2 separate regions of the Cyprinus carpio genome follow, and region 1 is linked to region 2. Evidence: chromatin contacts called from public Hi-C data. All regions are on one chromosome and are shown on one strand. The core of a region is the stretch at or near the end of the contact, and the rest is flanking DNA. Distances in the headings are between cores, read along the strand shown.

Region 1 (6,228 bases), core at 3,414-5,913, 84 kb before region 2:
ATATATATATATATATATATATATATATATAATATATATATATATATATATATGTATATAATTATATACATATATATATGTGTATGTATATATATATATATATATGTATGTGTATATATATATATATATGTGTGTGTGTGTGTGTGTAGCCTATATATAAATGTATTTACATGTTTATATTCATGTAATTTATTTTATGTATAAATATATTTAATATATAAATATATATTTTTCTTAAATATATACATACATTTGTGTATTTATATGTACGTAATATTTTTATTTTGGATGCGATTGATTGTGTTTATTCATTCGACACCACTAATATATATATATATATATATATATATATATATATATATATATTGTTCTGCTTTTGAAATGACTTTCCTTTTTCAGTCACCAAGCCCTCTTATTTTTCATCCCCTCCCGTCACATATCCCATCCTGTATATTTTTTCTTATTAAAATATCCTGTTTCAGAAATACGTCACATTATACACATAAAATGGATTGCAAACACCATTTCATGTTGCCTTTAAGAGGAATAGTGTAGTTAAAAGTGTGCATAATATCAGACAACAAATAACGAATTAAACCTCACTGTGACAGATTCATGTCGCTGAAATTATAATTATTGATGTGTTAGTTTTTCCATTTGTCTCCCTTTTTTTTTCCTCTCCTCTTCTCTCCTGTGGCTAGGAGCCGGGGGGCTGCACATGTCGTCAGCTCTGGTTTGCATTATGCAGGTCTGACTGCAGGGAGTTTGATTAATGGCTGGAGTCAGAGGGGACAGACACAGGAGCTCAGAGGGAGTTGCACACAACAGCATCCTGCACACAGCACCACAATACAGCACTACATGTGAGTGGCTTTAACCATCAGCACTACATTTTTCAGCCCTGTGTTTTATGCATGCACAGGAACAGAAGTGAAACCTAGAGCTCTTGGATGAATTAAATATTATATATTATTATATATTATAATCAAATGCCCTACAGCTCCAGTGCACAGTATCACATTGTGGTTTCCTGGGCTGCAAACAGGAGGTCACTGAGAGCGAACTAGATGAGTCGTCTAAGCCAGATGATGTCAGCGTACACTCATCCTCACACACACACACACACATACACAATCATGAAGTCACGCACACTCCACCCACGTTATGCGTGATCAGTTGCAGGATATGACAATGCTGCCGGTGGATATTAATACCCCTTTAGCTCATCTGAATGCAGCCAGCACGCTGGAGAAAATATCTGACAGGTGCTATTTTTAGATCTACAGGCAAGCACACAGGGATCCACTAGAGCTCAATACCGGCTATTTTGGAGTGCAGCACTCACGGAAATAGCAGCAGCATATTGAATACAGAGGAGAGGGACAAAGAAACCTGGCCATGGATGTGCGCTCTCTATTTATAGCGCAACGGCAGCAATTAACGCAGCAGAGAACATGAGAGTACACACCACAAATACTGCAGACACTCAGGCGCTTATGTTTATCCTACTCTGGCGTGAGACATGGTCTGCTTGTGGTATCTGATTTGGGATCAGCTGTGTCTTCATCAGCCTGTGTCCAAAAACAAGCGTAGGACAAAGAACTCACTTGATCTGGATAGTTTTATAATCTGCAGCTCTTAAGTCCAAGCCACAATCCAAAAATGTCTTTAAAGGGATAGTTTGCCAAAAATGTCAATTCTGTCATCATTTACTCACTCTTATGTTGTACCGCACCCATGCAACTGACTTGCTTCTGTGGAACTCTAGAAGAGAATTTCTAAGGAATACCCTGGCCACTCTCTTGTGTATAATGAAAGTTAACGAGCAGTGGGGCTGTCAAACTCTAAAAAGCACCATAAAAGTCCACATAAGTTGTGTGTTGTATTCAGAGTCTTCTAAAGTGTTGTAATAGCTTTGTGTTAGAAACAGACCGAAATTTAGCTGTTATTCACTGAAAAACTGATTTTTTGGATGTGATTCATGGATGAATTGTTCTTTTGATTTGGATCTTTACAGCGATTTGGTTCATTTAGTTCACAAAACCAGCCTGAATGGTTTGTTCACTGATCAAACTTATTTCTCTGTTAAATTGTACCTTCTGCAAAAATATGAAGGCACTTTGTGGTTTTGTTTCTCATATTTTTATTTTGGTGACTAACTGATATGAATATTTGTGTCACAACATGAGGTTCTGGAAGAAAAGCTTTGGCATCCAAGATAAAACTTTGATTTTGAATGTTTACTTTAAACAGCTGTTTTAGTAGACTGTTTATATTTTATCAATTTGAATTAAATTTGTTTAACGCTAAAGTTCAAATGTTTGGGGTCTGTAAGTTTTTTTAAATGTTTTTTTTTTTTTCAAAATTGTCTTATTCTCACCACATTTATTTGATCAAATATACAGGAGAAAAACATAATATTTTGAAATATTATAATTTTAATATATTGTAAGATGTCATTTATTCCTATCATGACAAAGCTGAATTGTCAGCAGCCATTACTCCAGTCTTCAGTGCAGCATGATTTTTATTATCATCCATGTTAAAAACAGTTATTTGCCATTTAATATTTTTGTGGAAACCATGATACATTTTTTCAGGATTCTTTGATGAACCGAAAGTTCAACAGAACAGTATTAATCTGAAATAAAAATCTTTTGTAACTCTATAAATGTTGCTTTTGCTCAGTTTAATGCATCCTTGCTAAATAAAAGTATTTATTTCTTTCCAAAAAAAAAAAAAAAAAAGCCAAAAAACTTACTGACCCCAAAACTTTTGAATGGTAGTGTAAATACCTGCCAGTTTTGTATTGCATTTGGTTGCTAGTCTAGTGTTCCTTTTGAACCTTGAATACTCGTATGTTTCAAAATAACTAATTAAATAAGCAAGTATGCTTGTCCAGTCATGTCCATTTTGAGATGTCTTTGGAGTCTGGAATCTGAACCACGTCAGCAAGCGAACAGGAAACAGGAAGTGCAAAGGTCGACCTTGAGCTTGGTTTTAGGTGCCCACTTTGTCCCGGTGTTTCTAATGATTCAAAGTGGTATGAATTACCTCAAGCTGAGCTTTTTTATGCCGTTCCACTTCACCTCCCCCCCACCATCTGAGGGATCAGCAGATACAGCTGCTGAAGAGCAAGAGCAGCAGTGATCCTCTTCTTCAGCGAAAGGCCTCCGATGTGGGGAATGTTCATTTGGATCCATTCATCAAAGCTGACATTCCAATAAGAGGTCCCTGTGATGGGATCCAAACTCACTGCTACCTTGTGAAAGCAATTTTCCCCTTCATGTGTTCCAGGACAGCAAAGGGGAGTTAGACTGGGAGTTAGGCTAGCTTAATCGCTCAGCATTCAGAATTGACAGAGCCTATAGATTTCTTTATGAAGAGCTGTTTTGGCAGCCCCTGTGTCATTAAGGCACATTCATACCTGCCATCAGTAATCTAATGCGACAATTAACTGAAGATGGATGTGACAGGTTCCTCAATACTGACAGACACAGCAGTTCTGTGTCCATTGACAAGGTCAGTCACTCCTGTCCGCTGGAATCAGAAGTGAAAGGCATGCATGTCCTCCAGAATCTAAACAACATGTGAAGATCAGTCTGGACTGACGGCGAGGCAGATGAGTCACGTTCGTCCTTTGAGTTTATGAGACATGATTGGAGTAGACTGAAGGTGAGCCAGGTGAACCTGTATTAAGAACTCACTGTTGCATCCAAATTTTAAAGGGATAGTTCACCCAAAAAATTAAATTTTGTCATTATTTTTCATCCTTATCAATATCATCAAGCTCTCCTTGTCACATTTATGAGCAGTGTTGTCCGAATCATGAACAGATCATGAGTCAGTTTGAGTCTGAATGTTTCCATTAATTGGTTGGTCCAGTACTTAAAAAATTTTGTTCACAGTCCAGGTCTCAGTTCAGTTTGTTAACTCAGTGATTCAGTCCCACTGACTCAAGTTTAACTCATTAACTCAATTATTTGCTTTTACTGATCTGAGTTCAACTCACTGATTTATTCTTATTGACTCTAATTCAACTCACCGACTCAATGATTTAGTGCAACTGATTTGGACTTAACTCACTGACTCAGTAATTTGGTCTCTTTGGCTTGAGTTCAAATAATGAAATGGTCACACTGATTTAAGTTTAACTCACTGACTCAGTCTGACTGGTTTGGCTTCAACTCACTGACTCAGTGATTCAGTCTCATTGACTTTAATTCAAATGGCTGACTCTGATTTGTTCTCATTGACTAGAATTCAGCTCACTGACTCCAGGAATCAGTCTCACTGGTTTGGGTTTAACTTACCGACTCAATGATTTTGTCTCACTGACTCAAGTTCAGATCAGTTAAGTGATTAGGTTGCAGCGGTTAACAACTCATTGCAGTGGAAGACTTTCAGCAAATTTGTCTGTTCCTCAGTCAAATCTATTGAATGGGATTAAAAGACATGAAATATAGCACAAGTCATATGGACCATAAATACATTTATGGTGCTTTAGCACTATTTTTGAAGCTTGAAAGCTCTCAAGTAATTGTAATAGCATGATCTTTGATCACTACATGAGTCAGAATTTCATATTTGGTTGAACTAGTGAACATTTATCAGCCAGAACAACTTGTCAATCAATCGCTTTATTTTCTTTCCAACCCTGAGTTCATGATAAGGTCAACCTCACAGGTGCATCAAACTGATTCCCTGTTCTCTGTAAGGCAGGGTCTTTCTTCGACCACTGGATGATGTCATAACAAACTAAGGCTCATGCTCATATCTGGAGTGAATCATATTATGAGTTATGTTTTGCCCCATGCTAATTCGGGATGCTTATTAAAGATCTTCTAAAAATACCCCTTCAGTGTACCCTGGTGACTGTATTTGCAAACATGTCCTTATATACCATGGCCAACAGCTCTAAAAGTGGACGGCCCCGTGCTTTCAGTGGCCTTGGGTGAAGTTCGTCTCTACATCATGGGCCAATAAGGGCCCCCGGGCTTTGAAATAGCCACAGTCACCCTGCAGGGCTCTCAAGTGGCTGTACAGAAGATCCAATGGGATTTCCTGAGCCACATGTGTTTTTGAAACCTAAGCCGAGTGCGAGCGCTGCACTGTTCCCTGATGCCGGAGCTACTGCAAGTGCATTTCCCCTCAGCTGGGGCACTAGCGGCCTCTTATACCAGTTATGGTAGCAGACGCTAAGAGAATTCTATCAATAAGTAATGTGGAGTGGAGATACACATTCAGCACGTCATTCATTATGAATTAAATAGCCACGTGTGAGCCACGATAGCTTACAAAAATCTGACACTTGCTGATGAGCTTGAATGATGATGGATGATTTTGAACTCCATCACATTCATTGCTTGTCTCTCTTATGAAACCTTACATGCAGAATTGCATATTTTCATTCATCATTCATTTGAGCAGTGACGTGTCATTTGACATGCTTAAACTGCTTATAACAACACCACCTACAGTAGTAGGCCTACTTGCTGATGATGAAATGTAATAGGAATGTGCATTTAGCAGTAAATAGTAACTGCCATCACTCTGCATTTATAAATTTGCAACATGAACTGGATGCAGATTGTGAATCAAGAAACTAGTTTATAGTTTTTGATATCCATGGCAGATAATGTGTATATATGTGTGTGTGTGTGTTTTTGTGTGTTTGTTTTGTATTTTTAATTTATGTATATATATATATATATATATATATATATATTATATATATATTTATTATACAAACAAGAGCAGCAAAGTGCTCATATATATATAGTGTTGAAGTTCTCTGGAAATATATTGACACTATGCCAGAGAGATGTGCTGCTGTAATTGCTGCAAAAGGTGGACATATCAAATATTGCAGTTAAAAGTGAATAAAAACAGTACGAGTCACTTCATCTGACATTTTTTTGTGCTCAGAGCAACTATCTGCATGTTTCATGATCATGAGATGAAATCATGTTTTGGAGGCAAAAAGGTCTATATTTTCAGATCTGTCAGGTGTCTAATAATTTTGGCCACTACTGTATGTATGTATATATGTCTATGTATGTGTATATATATATATATATATATATATATATATATATATATATATATATATATATATATATATATATATATATTAGTTTTTGCATGGCAGATAATGCATATATGTAATAAATATCACAACACTTTTTATTTAACTTTTTTTAAAAGACTTTTTTACTTTGTTTTATA
Region 2 (6,572 bases), core at 3,445-5,944:
TGGATCCGTCTGTCTCTGAGTGAGGCAGAAGCTCTGTAGTAATTGGTTGGCGGTGAGTTTGGGGGAAGGGTGTCTCCGCTCTCCTCCGCCTGCAGATTAACCCCTGTGTCTAACTCAGCTTTGGATTCTCTGTCTTTTAATCTCCAATTTATATGCTTAATTATTCACAAGGGACACAAGTTAGTGCTTCTGTACAGCTTGTTTTATGTGTTTTGTGTTGTTTGTGCTACTGCTGCTGTGAGCCATCCAATAGTGTGCAACAGTCGGGTTCCAGAAGTAATAACTTCATTTATTTTCTCCATGGGAAGATTGATTTTTAACAATGACTTACAAATTGAATCTGCTTTTGTAGAAGCCATCTGTTGAAATAATTTTTTTAATAATTTTTTAACAGTGGAGTGTGCTGTGAAAACTACATTACCCATGATGCTGTCTCCCTGCGTTCTCTGAATAATTAAATATTTGACTAGGCCTATATGTGACCCTGGACCACAAAACCAGTCTTAAGGGTCAATTTTTTGAAATGAAGATTTATACATCATCTGAAAGTTGCATAAATAAGCTTTCCATTGATGTATGGTTTGTTAGGACAATATTTGACTGAGATACAACTTTTTGAAAATCTGTAATCTGTGGGTGCAAGAAATCAGAATACTGGGAAAACGGCCTTTAAAGTTGTCCAAATGAAGTTCATAGCAATGCATATTACTAAAGTTTAGATATATTTACAGTAGGAAATTTATAAAATATCTTCATGGAACATGATCTTTACTTAAAATACTAATGATTTTTAGCATAAAAGAAAAATCGATAATTTTGACCTATACAATATTGGCTATTGTATTATGTACCATACACTGCCATGTATTACGATGGCTATTACTACAAATATACCCGTGCTACTTAAGACTCGTTTTGTGGTCCAGGGTCACATATGCATATTTTGCAATAAACCTAAAATGAATTGTTTCTATAGATATGTCATTTTGTAGTTTCCTCACTAAAGTATACAGTGCCATTAAGTACATAGTCTTATACCTTTGTCTTTTTGTCTGATTTTCAAATACTTGCTTCAAATAAAAGTTTGTAATGTTGTGATTCACCTTGATGCTGGTTGGCTTGGTTCAAACGATTTAATAAAAACTCTTTTTTTATAATCACTATAGGAAAAATTAATGGAAAAAATACTTGCATAACAAGTTCTGCTGAAAAAGTGGGTGGGTAATAATGCATTCTATTGCCGATCAGGGTTGGAATTTTCTGAAAATTCTACAAAATGTACTTTAAAAATTATAAAAACGTGTATGTTTGCTTAGTTTTATTCGGCTGTCAGCACACATAGTTCTGTAATACTCAAAAGTTGTTGCTACTCTATAATCAGGAGTGGTAAGAATACAGGATGACTGTAAGGCGATAATTGGGTTCCCAGTGAATACTAGATCCAGAAGTGTCAGCACTTGTCTCATCCACAGGTGACCAGCTGCCCATCTTTGTCTGGCCTCACTCCTTAGGGACAGCTGGGGCCATCAATCTGTTCCCAAAAACCCTGCACTTCACCCTGACTCCTGTAAGCACCCCTCTCTTTCTCAATACGCACTGGAAGGCTTTGTCCTGGGGACCTATCACTGGTTTTCCCTAATTAATTTGCAAACTTGTGAGGGTGTTTATTTTTGCTTGCTTCCAAAGGCATTTTCTGAGATATTAAACATTTAAACAAACTAAAATGGATAGTTCAACCAGAAAATGTAATTAAAATGTAAATCTAACTTTCTTTATTCTGTGAAACACAAAAGTTGAATTTTTATCCTGAGTATCCTGGCCACTTTCGCCAATTAAAATCAAATGAAAAATGGGGTTGTCGAGTTTAAAAATAAATATTTTATTTTATTTTATTTTATTTTATTTTATTTTATTTTATTTTATTTTATTTTATTTTATTTTATTTTATTTTATTTTATTTTTAGTTCCCAGTATATTATTCAAAAAAAATTTTTTAACTTTTTAAAAACATTTGTATTTTTTTATTCACAGTATGTTCAAAGTATGTTATTAAAAAAAAAAATAATAATAATAATAATAAAATAAAAAGAATAATAATAATTAACATTTTTAATATGTTTTATTTTAGTTTTCTAGTATATTATTCAGAATGTTTTAATTAAACTTTTTATTTTATTTTTTTATTTTATTTTTTATTTTTCATTTTGGGGCTGGATATTTTTCATAAATTCAGCTTGTGAGGTTTGGAATACCATGAGAATGACTACATATTTACAGAATTGTAATTTCTGGGTGAACTTTCCCTATAAAACCTGAATGGGAAACTCCAGCGTGCACTTGTTCTGTAATGTATGCACTGAGGTATATGAGCCCAGCTCAGTAATGTGCGAGTCAGTTCATGTGAGGTGCTACTAAGAACACGTGCAGCAATGGCTTTTTTTCTCCCTGCAGATGGTAAGCATTGAGGGCCATTATTGTTCTCGATGTGGGGCGTCCTCTGCGGTAAAGTCTCTGGCACACTTTTAAAGACATAGTGGGTAATATATGCAGGCCTGAGCCAGTGACCCTGGCAAAACCATTCCCCTCCCCCTCCCGAGGCTCCTTTTCTTGGAAGAGCAGACAAACATTTGTGAGTATCAGTCTTCATCCCTTTAACTTTAACTTTTTTTTTCACTTTGGGAATTTGTGAGGAGTTCTTTCATGTCCTGAACCATCTTTTATCAATATTATTGCATGTAACAGTGATGCCTTACTTTGGAAGCACACTGTGTTTCTATTTCTCTTTTTAACAGGTTTTGTCAGCTGAAGACCACAGTGACAAAGCAAGAGTCAGCCAATCTCTTTAACGCTAACAGATATTAGTGGTTTTGCTGGCTGGAGTTAAGTAGAGAAGTGACAAAGTACTAAAAGGCCGACTATCTAGATACACTTGAACGGTGTCTAAAAGCATGACGGCGACAGCCAAGTTAATCAGGAAGAGACGATCTACAGGACATTCCAGCTTTGTTGTCTCAACACGTGCACTAATAGATAAACCAACACTGATGAATCATGCCAAAAATCACAAGTAAACACCTATTAACAACATGTACACAGAAGCAATCAGCAACATTAACTATAAAAGTGCTCAAGAGTAGTGATTTGAGCACAGCTTAGTCGAACAGTTTAGTTTGTGTATTGCAACAACAGCATGCCATGTGATTCTCAGCATGCCATCAGACCTGCCTATTTGTTTTGGAGAATGATTATGTGCTTTACGGGGCCCCAAGGACCGAAGCCTTCTAAAATGAGCTGTGATCCTGTGTTCGATTAATACACTCAGTACACAAAAAGTAGCTGCCTCCACCCAAACATTTTACACCTGTGTTGATACTGGCAACACTCCCTTTTTCTCTAGAAATCGAAAGTTTCTCCTCCTAAACACGTCTGGGCTGTACACCATTCTGATAAATACTGCATTAGTGGAATTCTGTGTCATGCAGGCGTGCGCAGTTAATGATGACACAGGTGTAACACTTCAGAGATGGTTTAGATAGGAGGGGACATGATGTTCAGTCATACCTGAAATCACTGTGATTCACCCTGAACTTGTCCTCAGCCCCAGTCTAATTTTTTTAATAAACATAAAAAATGTAATCAAATTACTTATTCATTATATGTCTGAGAGTTTGCATGTCAATGTGCACATCTGCAACAACCTGACCAATAAATTAGGCAAGAGTTTTACAAGTTTTACTACTAAATGATGCAAAAGTATTACGGGATTTACTACTAAATGATGCAAAAGCTTTATGACTCATTAATTCAGTGGAGACTGACTCAGGAAATTATGAATAACAACCACGTAGTCAACATCAAACTACACATATTTAATTTATTTAGTCACAAATATCATACGAGAAAGGTAAAAGAAAAACCCTAAGAGTATCTAGAGTAAATCATACATTTAAATTATATAAATTTAATTATTCATATTATTAAATACATTTTATATTATACATTTATATATAATTTACGATAGCAAACATTACCATGTGTGTGTGTATATATATATTTATATATATATATATACACACACACACATACACACACACACACACACACACACACACACACACACACATAATCATTTTATTTATTTGTTTACATATTATGTGTGTGTGCTGTGTATATTTATTATGTATATGCAAATACACACATACAATATATATTTTGAAAATGTTTACATATATTTACATGTATATATTACATATATTTAATATATATATTTAATATATAATTATATTTATACGTGCTTTCTTAAATTTTTAAGTTAATATATATATAAATTAATATACTAAGTATATGTTAAGTTTTTGTTTGGTTTTTGATTGGTATGGGTTTATCTTTTGACTGCACTAATACACACACACACAGTTTACCATAGAAAACATGTTATTATGCACCACTGTTATAAAACAAAATAGCAGAAAGATTCTGAAAGGCCTTTCTATGTTTTTAGGAAATGTTATTTACTATGATTACTACAGGAACTATGCCTACAGTAGTTTTTTTTTTTCAGAGTAATGAAACCTATACTATTTCCTATAAACGGCGGTTATTGTTATTTTATCAATCATGTTACTATAGTGATTATGTGTCAGAATGCGAGTGCGCCAGGAGGAGTGTCGCTCCGCGCGGAAGGCAGGAAGCGGCGCGTGGGCAGAGTCACCGCCTGCGTCACACGCCAGGAGGGAGTTTTCCACTGACGAAAAGACTGCGCTGCTCAGCCGTCTGCTTTAGACAAGAGGAACAGCTTCAGCTGCTGCTTCAGCACGCCGAGCGCACAATAGCCACACGGACAGAACGGGATCTCTATACGGATAAACGCGCTTTCGTATCACTTGGATTATTACCGCTTCTTCTTTTCCTCTATTGTGATATACTAATGCTGATCGGACACGTTATTGGTGAGTAGCGGAGGTTCGCGCTCTTTAACGCTGCACTTGTAATGTGTCTAATAGGCAAACCTCGGTGCTGGAGTCCAGCCAGATACTTTCAATGTTCTTTTGTCGGCCAGTGTAAACAGATAAAATGTGTTGTGTAACTATTTCAAATAGCGAATGGAGAGGACATTGTTGTATGCTGCCGTGACAGAAAAAAAAAAAAACTAACTAAAGTTTACATTATTCGCCATTGTTTTGGGTTTTCAATGTATTCACACATTTTGTTTCTCTAATAAATCTTTAAACGATTTATTATTTTAACCCGCATGCTTAAGTGTAGTGTATTCGGAGTAAATATAAGCGTTTTGTCTGTCAAACACTTTAACGTAAATGGTTGCGGTCGCTGGGTTTAATGAAAAGATCGCTCTCGTAAGCAGCTGTTTTCCAGCATAGTGGACCGTATGTGTGTGTATCCGATAAGCCGTAATTGCTGGTTTGGATGTGTGTTATGTGTCGAGTGCATTCCTCGTTCACGTTTATAGTGCTGGTGTGTCTTCTGAAGCGCGAGCGACTCCTTAAGGTGCCACACCGCATCATTTCAACAGTCTGCCTGCAGATCTGCGCTCAGCCTCACATGCACTTCCAGTCCCCAGTGACGTCACCGTGTGTGCATGCGAGGATGAACGCAGGTCTGAGGGAAACCTTACTTGATCCGAGCCCGGTTTCACTTCGTTGAGTTTAATGATTGCCAATATAAATCCACACACAAATAAATGTAAACTATTCATTTATTTCCTCGTTTTCTTGCTTTAAAACCACACATTTCTTATTGTTATGATATAACAGTTTATATGATGAATGCTGTGATTGACATCAGTCAATCACGAGGAGTGTCATCACGAGATTATTCAACAATTACTGACACGTTGTGCGCGGCGTGATTGGGGTTACTGAAGTGAAAATGTAACCTAATGGTCTCGTTTCACACTCGTTTGTTACACATTTACTGGGTTCCATTCTGAGGTAATTCACAGTCCCTGTCTGTAGCCTAAGCAGATTGAATGTTTGAGAGTGGAAGTTTTGTATTCACTTATAAGCTTGTATGTAAACTGAGTGTATTGTCAAAAATACCAGCTCGGCAGCACTTGCTATTGAGAGAATCTTTGCGTATTTGTAGATGTTTCGAAAGTTCGAGTGAGAGCAGATTCGTGTCTCTCGCGCGACCTCACTTGGATTGTTTGTGGGAATAGTTAATATTGCTAATCGAATTTTGTTTACATACCTCGCCTACATGCTCATGTTTATTCCTAAACCAACCTTAGTAAGTCTTTTATTGCGTTTTATGTCTTTTAAAACTTTATCACTCGAGCCCTGAGTTTTGCACGAGTGAGTTTCGTTTCCTACAAAACGATGTTGATGTAAATATGTTGTTTTCATTTTCAGTACACGTTAAACTTATCAAATAGGACCCATAAAAGATTAAAAAAATATATATTTTATGTACTTGTGGGTTGATGAGGTGTGAACTTGCACGTGTACCATGGACATTGAAATCAGTCAACTGGTTTCCTTACCTCTTTTAAGTCTTCACGTCTCATTTAAAGCAGTCATACCTTTTAATTGAGATGATGTCAACATCATTAGTGT

The links. Hi-C and Micro-C count contacts between places; a contact is called where the count stands out from the background.
Region 1: a contact with region 2 is called in a Hi-C map of skeletal muscle, with 2.5 times the contacts expected there. The contact joins the enhancer-like site here to the promoter of LOC109048993 in region 2. A contact is called at or near these places in 5 of 8 Hi-C or Micro-C datasets (liver and skeletal muscle).

The regions. Positions count from the first base shown.
Region 1 is chrB24:13,130,171-13,136,398 of ASM1834038v1, reverse strand. LOC122142246 (a long non-coding RNA gene) reads left to right here. Exons shown (of 6, transcript XR_006158471.1): 3 at 702-863. Among protein-coding and RNA genes, the nearest start is that of LOC122142246, 19 kb to the left of the region's middle. Within about 2 kb of position 4,663, at least 1 of the 8 cell types and tissues checked has an H3K27ac peak or open chromatin away from gene starts, as enhancers often do. A contact at or near this core is called in skeletal muscle, where this site is marked.
Region 2 is chrB24:13,045,470-13,052,041 of ASM1834038v1, reverse strand. It overlaps LOC109048993 (cysteine/serine-rich nuclear protein 1-like), which reads left to right and starts at 4,694. Exons shown (of 5, transcript XM_042752386.1): 1 at 4,694-4,949. It overlaps LOC122142246 (a long non-coding RNA gene), which reads left to right. Exons shown (of 6, transcript XR_006158471.1): 4 at 1,473-1,567; 5 at 2,452-2,629; 6 at 2,793-4,006.